2 separate regions of the Gossypium hirsutum genome follow, and region 2 is linked to region 1. The links are chromatin contacts, called in public Hi-C maps. All regions are on one chromosome and are shown on one strand. Each heading gives the region's core, a stretch centred on a gene start, on an enhancer-like site or on the middle of the called end of the contact. The rest is flanking DNA. Distances are from core to core; before and after follow the strand shown.

Evidence for each region. A called contact is a pair of places that touch in the nucleus more often than the background predicts.
Region 2: a Hi-C map of leaf shows a contact between it and region 1, with 4 times the contacts expected there. The contact joins the promoter of LOC107922941 here to the promoter of LOC107952364 in region 1. A contact is called at or near these places in 2 of 34 Hi-C or Micro-C datasets (both in leaf).

The regions. Positions count from the first base shown.
Region 1 is chrA08:63,592,682-63,595,619 of Gossypium_hirsutum_v2.1, forward strand. It overlaps LOC107952364 (transmembrane ascorbate ferrireductase 1), which reads left to right and starts at 1,452. Exons shown (of 4, transcript XM_016887626.2): 1 at 1,452-1,825; 2 at 2,824-2,872. The coding sequence starts at 1,682.
Region 2 is chrA08:63,850,853-63,853,790 of Gossypium_hirsutum_v2.1, forward strand. LOC107922941 (pre-mRNA cleavage factor Im 25 kDa subunit 2) reads right to left here and starts at 1,401. Exons shown (of 7, transcript XM_041074466.1): 1 at 1,108-1,401; 2 at 496-532; 3 at 1-41. The coding sequence starts at 1,388.

The sequences.
Region 1 (2,938 bases), core at 202-2,701:
ATCATTTGGTTAACTTTTCATTGTTATCTCTATTTAAAAATTAGGTAAAATCACAAATTTGGCCTCAATCTTTACAACTTCGATTAATTTAGCCCCTATATTTTTTATACTTTATAATTTTTCACGGGATAAGTCATGGTATTAAGTGTGATGACATGAGACTTTAATATTGTGCCTCATTATAACCTAATAATTAAAAGTAAATTAATATAAAATATAAACAAGATAAAAATTATTAAATCTATAAACAATCTAAAATTCAAGAAATATATAAAAATTTTATAGAATTATAAAAATTATATTTACCAAATAAATATATCCACTTTATTTCTTCTTCAAAGTAAAAAAAAAAAAGGAAATTACTTTTTAAGATATGAGACTTTAAACCTATCCTAAAGAAAATCATAGCAATAGTTGTTAAAAAAAAAACTTTCTAGAATAAGTAAAAATACATAAAATTTTAAAATTTGCCTTTATTGTTGTGGTAAGTGCCGTCTAGAGCTTATTTCAGCATGGAAGCATTTTCTAGCTTTTGGGAACTCTCTACAGCTTCTGAGTGGGGAACAGATATTGGTTTATTTATTTTAATCCTCCTTTTTCTCGGGGCAAGAAAATTCAATAAACAAATTTGATATTTGGAAAATGGTTTTTTAAACAAAGAAAAGGGTTAGGAATGTGAGATCATATTTGAAGGAAGTGGAAGAAATGGGCTTTATCCAGTAATATTGTAACTGAGAAAGGTTGACAAAAATCCTCCAGTGACCTAAATCTGTTATTGCCATTTAAACTTCTCTGATTGGTTTGGTATTGCAATTTGTTTCATTTTGGTGATATCATGCATGACTTCACCTCTCAATGGGACTACTCCTTTTGTTTGTTTGTTTGCTTCTCAATATGAACTAAATTTAAAGTAAAAAGAAATTAAATAGATAAATGTATTAGATTAATAATAAAAGAATGCAAATCAAATTATTTATTATTATTTTCTTTTGTAGCACGTCAAAAAAAGTTTTCATATTAGTGAATACAATCTATATTGTAATTTTTTTAATTAAATTAATATCAGTTAATTTGTGACATTAATTTAATTATACACTTAAATAATAGTATATATAGAAATATAGAACACAAAGTGAGTAAAAAATATTCTAATATTTTAATTCGATGAAAAGTCTAAGATATTTTATATTTTAAGTTTACAGTTTAAAGTTGTTTTATTATTATTATTATTATTAATTTTTATATAAAGGCATGAAAATATAGGAATTCCTCGTAATGGTATATATTAATAGTTTAAAATAAAATTTTTAAATAGAAAATACAAATTTAATTAATAATAATAAGTGGGATAGATGTTGGGGGTTTGGATAATTTTTTGTTTTTTTTCAAATGGATAATCCCTTATTTGTACCATATTAAAAAAGGACAAAAGTAGGTTGGTATCCTATGGAGACTGAAATGAAGCACGTGGCGCGACGGCATCCGCTGGGAGAGAGACTAAACTGTAACAAAAATGTAGAATTCAAACATCTTGATATCCACGTCGCATAAATCAGGATGCAACAAAGATCTCCATCCAACGGTTCAAAAATCTCGGAACAACTAGGTAGGAGCCAATTATGATAAGGAAGTCTTTACTTCTTCTGCTCTGCAGTATTTTGCTGGAAAGAATAGAGCGAACATGGCGATAGGAGTTAAGGCCTTGCACTTGTCCTTTGTGCCTCATGCCCTCGCGATTGCCGGCGCTGTTATGGTATTGGTTTGGTGCATTCACTTCAGGGGTGGATTAGCTTGGGAATCTTCTAACAAAAATCTCATCTTTAATGTAAGTGTTTTCCTTTCTGCTCTTGGGATTCCTCAAAATCTTGTTTCCTTTTCATGGCTTCAACTGCAACTTTGTTTGGTTTCTGTTTCTCCCCTCCGATTATTATCACATAACAGTTCCTTTTGGTTGAAATTGGATGGTGTTAAAATCTTCCATCACCAAATTATTCGTATAATCTTAAACTCAGGCACTAAACTAATGATGAAGAAGACTTCTTTTGGGGGTTCCGCTGTTGTTTGATTCCTTGAATTTTATTACAATTTCATGTTCGATTATCCCTTTTTTCCCCCTTGCTATAGTTTTGGGTTTGGGTGCCCCTTAATTATTAGAATTTGATGGTGGCTGGTCAACCTTCATATGGTGGCGGTGGTTAGCCATGTACCATGGAATATAGTAACCTACCTACTTACCCTTCATTATAATATATTATATGGTCAAGCATCTACATTGTTTTCTCCCATCCTTGTTAGTATTTTTATCCCCTGTTCCTTCTGCCATTTTCCGTATCAAAAACTTGTCTAACATGGTTAAGGTTTCTAGGAGGAAGGAGAATGAGGGACTTGAACCTATTCATGCTAACTGAATTATTTTATAGAGTATTTGTTTCTGATATCGGTGATCAATAAAATATTCAAATATGAAACATAGGAAGCATACTTGTACCTAACAATATACATATTTCTTACTATATGTTGGAGATGGTGTCCATTAACTTTCTTTGGATTTAACTAACTAATTGAACCCCAAATTTCGTTGTCACAACTAGTTATCCATTTTCTTGACTGATCGAAGCAATCACTCTCATTTGTAGTGTCCAAGAAAGAAAAACAAATTGTATATTAATGGAATAATTGTGGTTTTAAATCATAATTACTGCATTCCAAAGTTTTATCTCATTCTTTTTGTCTGGATTAATAATGTCTCTTTCATGCTGAATGCTGCATGAAGTTTGACGTCTAATTCTAAATTGCTTACTGCCATTTACAATTTTACTGCAGCTCCATCCTGTATTGATGTTGATTGGCTTCATTATCTTAGGAGGTGAAGGTAAATCAAATCCAACATTCCTTGATACAAACAAACAGCTTGCTTTCTAGTTTGATTGACAAAAAC
Region 2 (2,938 bases), core at 151-2,650, 260 kb after region 1:
AGAATGTGAGGATGATTATGTTCTTGGACCTGCATGAGAAGGTAGTATAAGCAATCGAAGGGAAAAAAAAACATTAAAATGGTCATAATTAGAAGCCAACTTTTTGTAAACCACACAAAAATTATGGTAAGTAGTAAGTTCAGCAGAAGTACAAGATAAACTCATAATGCCAAAGAGAATGCTAATTCCTTTAGATATTATCATAGACAATGATAATTAAAATATACATATAAATTCCATAAAAAAGGGGCCTTTCATGTATTAGGATGTAATTCCTCTTTATACACATAAGACATAGTTGTAAATTTCTTCCAGGTTGACTATCATGGCCATATGTAAACACATGTACGGGCTAACTACTGTGTATAGAAAAGTAGGAGTGAAAACCATTACCACTCATATTTGCAAAAGAGAGAGAAGCATAAACATTATAAGGTTAAATCTTGTTGGTTATTATGATGTAATGGCTAAACAGAGGTACAGTTACATACCAATAAATTCAACGCTAGTTCTCATGCCCTCTTTCATGTAACTGCAACTCCAATAAAAAAAATCGATTACTAACTTAAGCTCATAAAGGAAAGTTTCAACATGCCAATCTGTAAGTAATCTAATGACATCCACGATAAATTCTTCAAGTAATTGGCACCTGTTTTCTTTTTTGAAAAAGGGTTTTCTTGCTTTTGCTTACCCAAAAACCAAGTCAATACTTTTACATCGTCTAAAATACGAGAAACAAAATCAAAATCTCAGTTCAAATGTTATAAGGTTTCTACCAGTAAATAGGTTTTGAACTACATATTGCCCCCAGATCCCAACATGATCTAAGAAACGAGAAGCAGCTAGGGTTTCGAAGACCACCGACTCAACTAATTCGAACAGTCCAACACAAAGCAATTCAAAATTAGCCCTTTTTTCCTCATTTTCTTTTCCATATTTCTGAAACAGAATAGTACAAAGGAACCCTAAGCACATGAAAAGCCAACTTCAAGTCAGCATTCTCAGGAGCCAAAAGGGAAATTGGGGTTTATCTAGGGTTTTTAAAAATCCTGAAAAAATATGAAATTATACAAAGAATAAAATGAAGAAAGTGAAAAAATGAATTACTTGACTTTCATGCGAGCAAGGCGATCGGCGACGGACGTGTCCTTCTCCATCTTCGGCTCTTTGGTACCAAAGGTGTAGCTGGACAAAGGGTACGTGTTAACCACCGGTGACATTACCATCTCTCCCTCTCCGAGTCGAAACGTTTGTTTCCCCGGCGGCAAAATCGATTGTGGGTACGGAGAGAGAAGGGTGGGAAAGGTCAATGAATATTGTCTTATTAAGGAGTTAAGCCCATTGATAATAATCAGGAAAGGGCCTAACCATTGTTGTAAAATGGGCATATGTTTATTAGGCTCATTGCATTTGTCGATATGTCACATTACTCATTATCTGCTATTTCCGCTCCTTCTTAATCCTTTCTAATACAACCATTACAAATAGGTCCATCGTATCAACATCATCAACTAAGCGCAGGAAATTAAAAGATTTGAGTTTAAAAATGGTTAATAATGGTGATCTCAAATTGAAGTTTTGCCCAAGGTACAATCTTCCTACACTTGCTCTCTAAGTCCAATTGTGATTGGTATATAAGAAAATACAACACAAAGCTACTAGAAATCTAATTAAACTAAGTATTTACAATAGAATCTAAAAAGAAAATTGATACAAAACCCTAAAAATATTAAAGAAATCTTTTTTGTCCACCCTTTCCTCCATTGACCTTTTAAGTAAACCGCAAATCGCGACAATATTGGTTCATCATTGTGACTTACTCCACTATTTTGCAACACTGTATCTCCTTGGCACACATTTGAGCATTAGAAGTCAATGGCAAATGTCGCGACGTCTTCTTCTAAAAGTTGAGACACTTGCTACTACCATTTCTCCAACATTGCTTCTAGCACTAAGGACTTTCATATAAAGTAATGAATTGAATTGATGAGATAATGCTAAAAATGAGATGATGAATTACGCGCAATTCAAAATATTAGAAAGTGTTTGAATAGTTGAGTTGTCTGGTTCTTGTGTGCTTGATCCATGTCACCCCATTAGAAAGATGACAAGCAAAATGGTTTAGACTTGAGCTATTTCATACATTTTATAGCATTTTTTGGTTTCCACTGTATTTCTTATATATATATATATTCTTAGGATAAATCGATTTCAAAAGATACCATTCTCATTTTCCTAGACGAGCACTCATATTTTTAACTCCACATTTTCCTTTCTCAACATTTTTCTCTCCAATTTGAAAAAGGTCATAGATACACATACACGAAACAAACATTAAGGAGGTGTTTGTTTAATGGGAAATGATTTACGGGAAATATTTTATATATATTTTTATATTTGTTTCATAGAAAATAACTTGGTTAATAGTAAATGATTATAAGTCAACAAAAATAAGCCCTTTTTTCTTGTAAATTGATTTATCTTTTTGAAAAGTATAAGCCATTTTCTAAAAAAGAGCCCTTTTACATGTAATTTTAATTTTGTATAAAAATTAACTTGAATCATGCATGATATTCTTATAATAATTTTCTTTGAAATATATTATTTTTATTTTTACTTTGAAAATTGTTTAAAAATATTAATATAAAATATTATAATGTTCAATATTATTAAACATGCATTCAATAATATAATAAATTAATAATCTAATTTATAATTTTAACAAATTATTTAATATTACAATTTTATTTTAATAAATTTTAACAATAATAATTTTAAAATTTAAATAATATTCTTAATATATTATTGAAAAATACTTATATTAATAAATATATTACAATTTATAAATATTTAATATTAATTTTTTAATGTATAAAATATGAATATTTAAATTATATAAATATTTGTATTTGTTTAAATTAGGATTAGCTTCATTTAT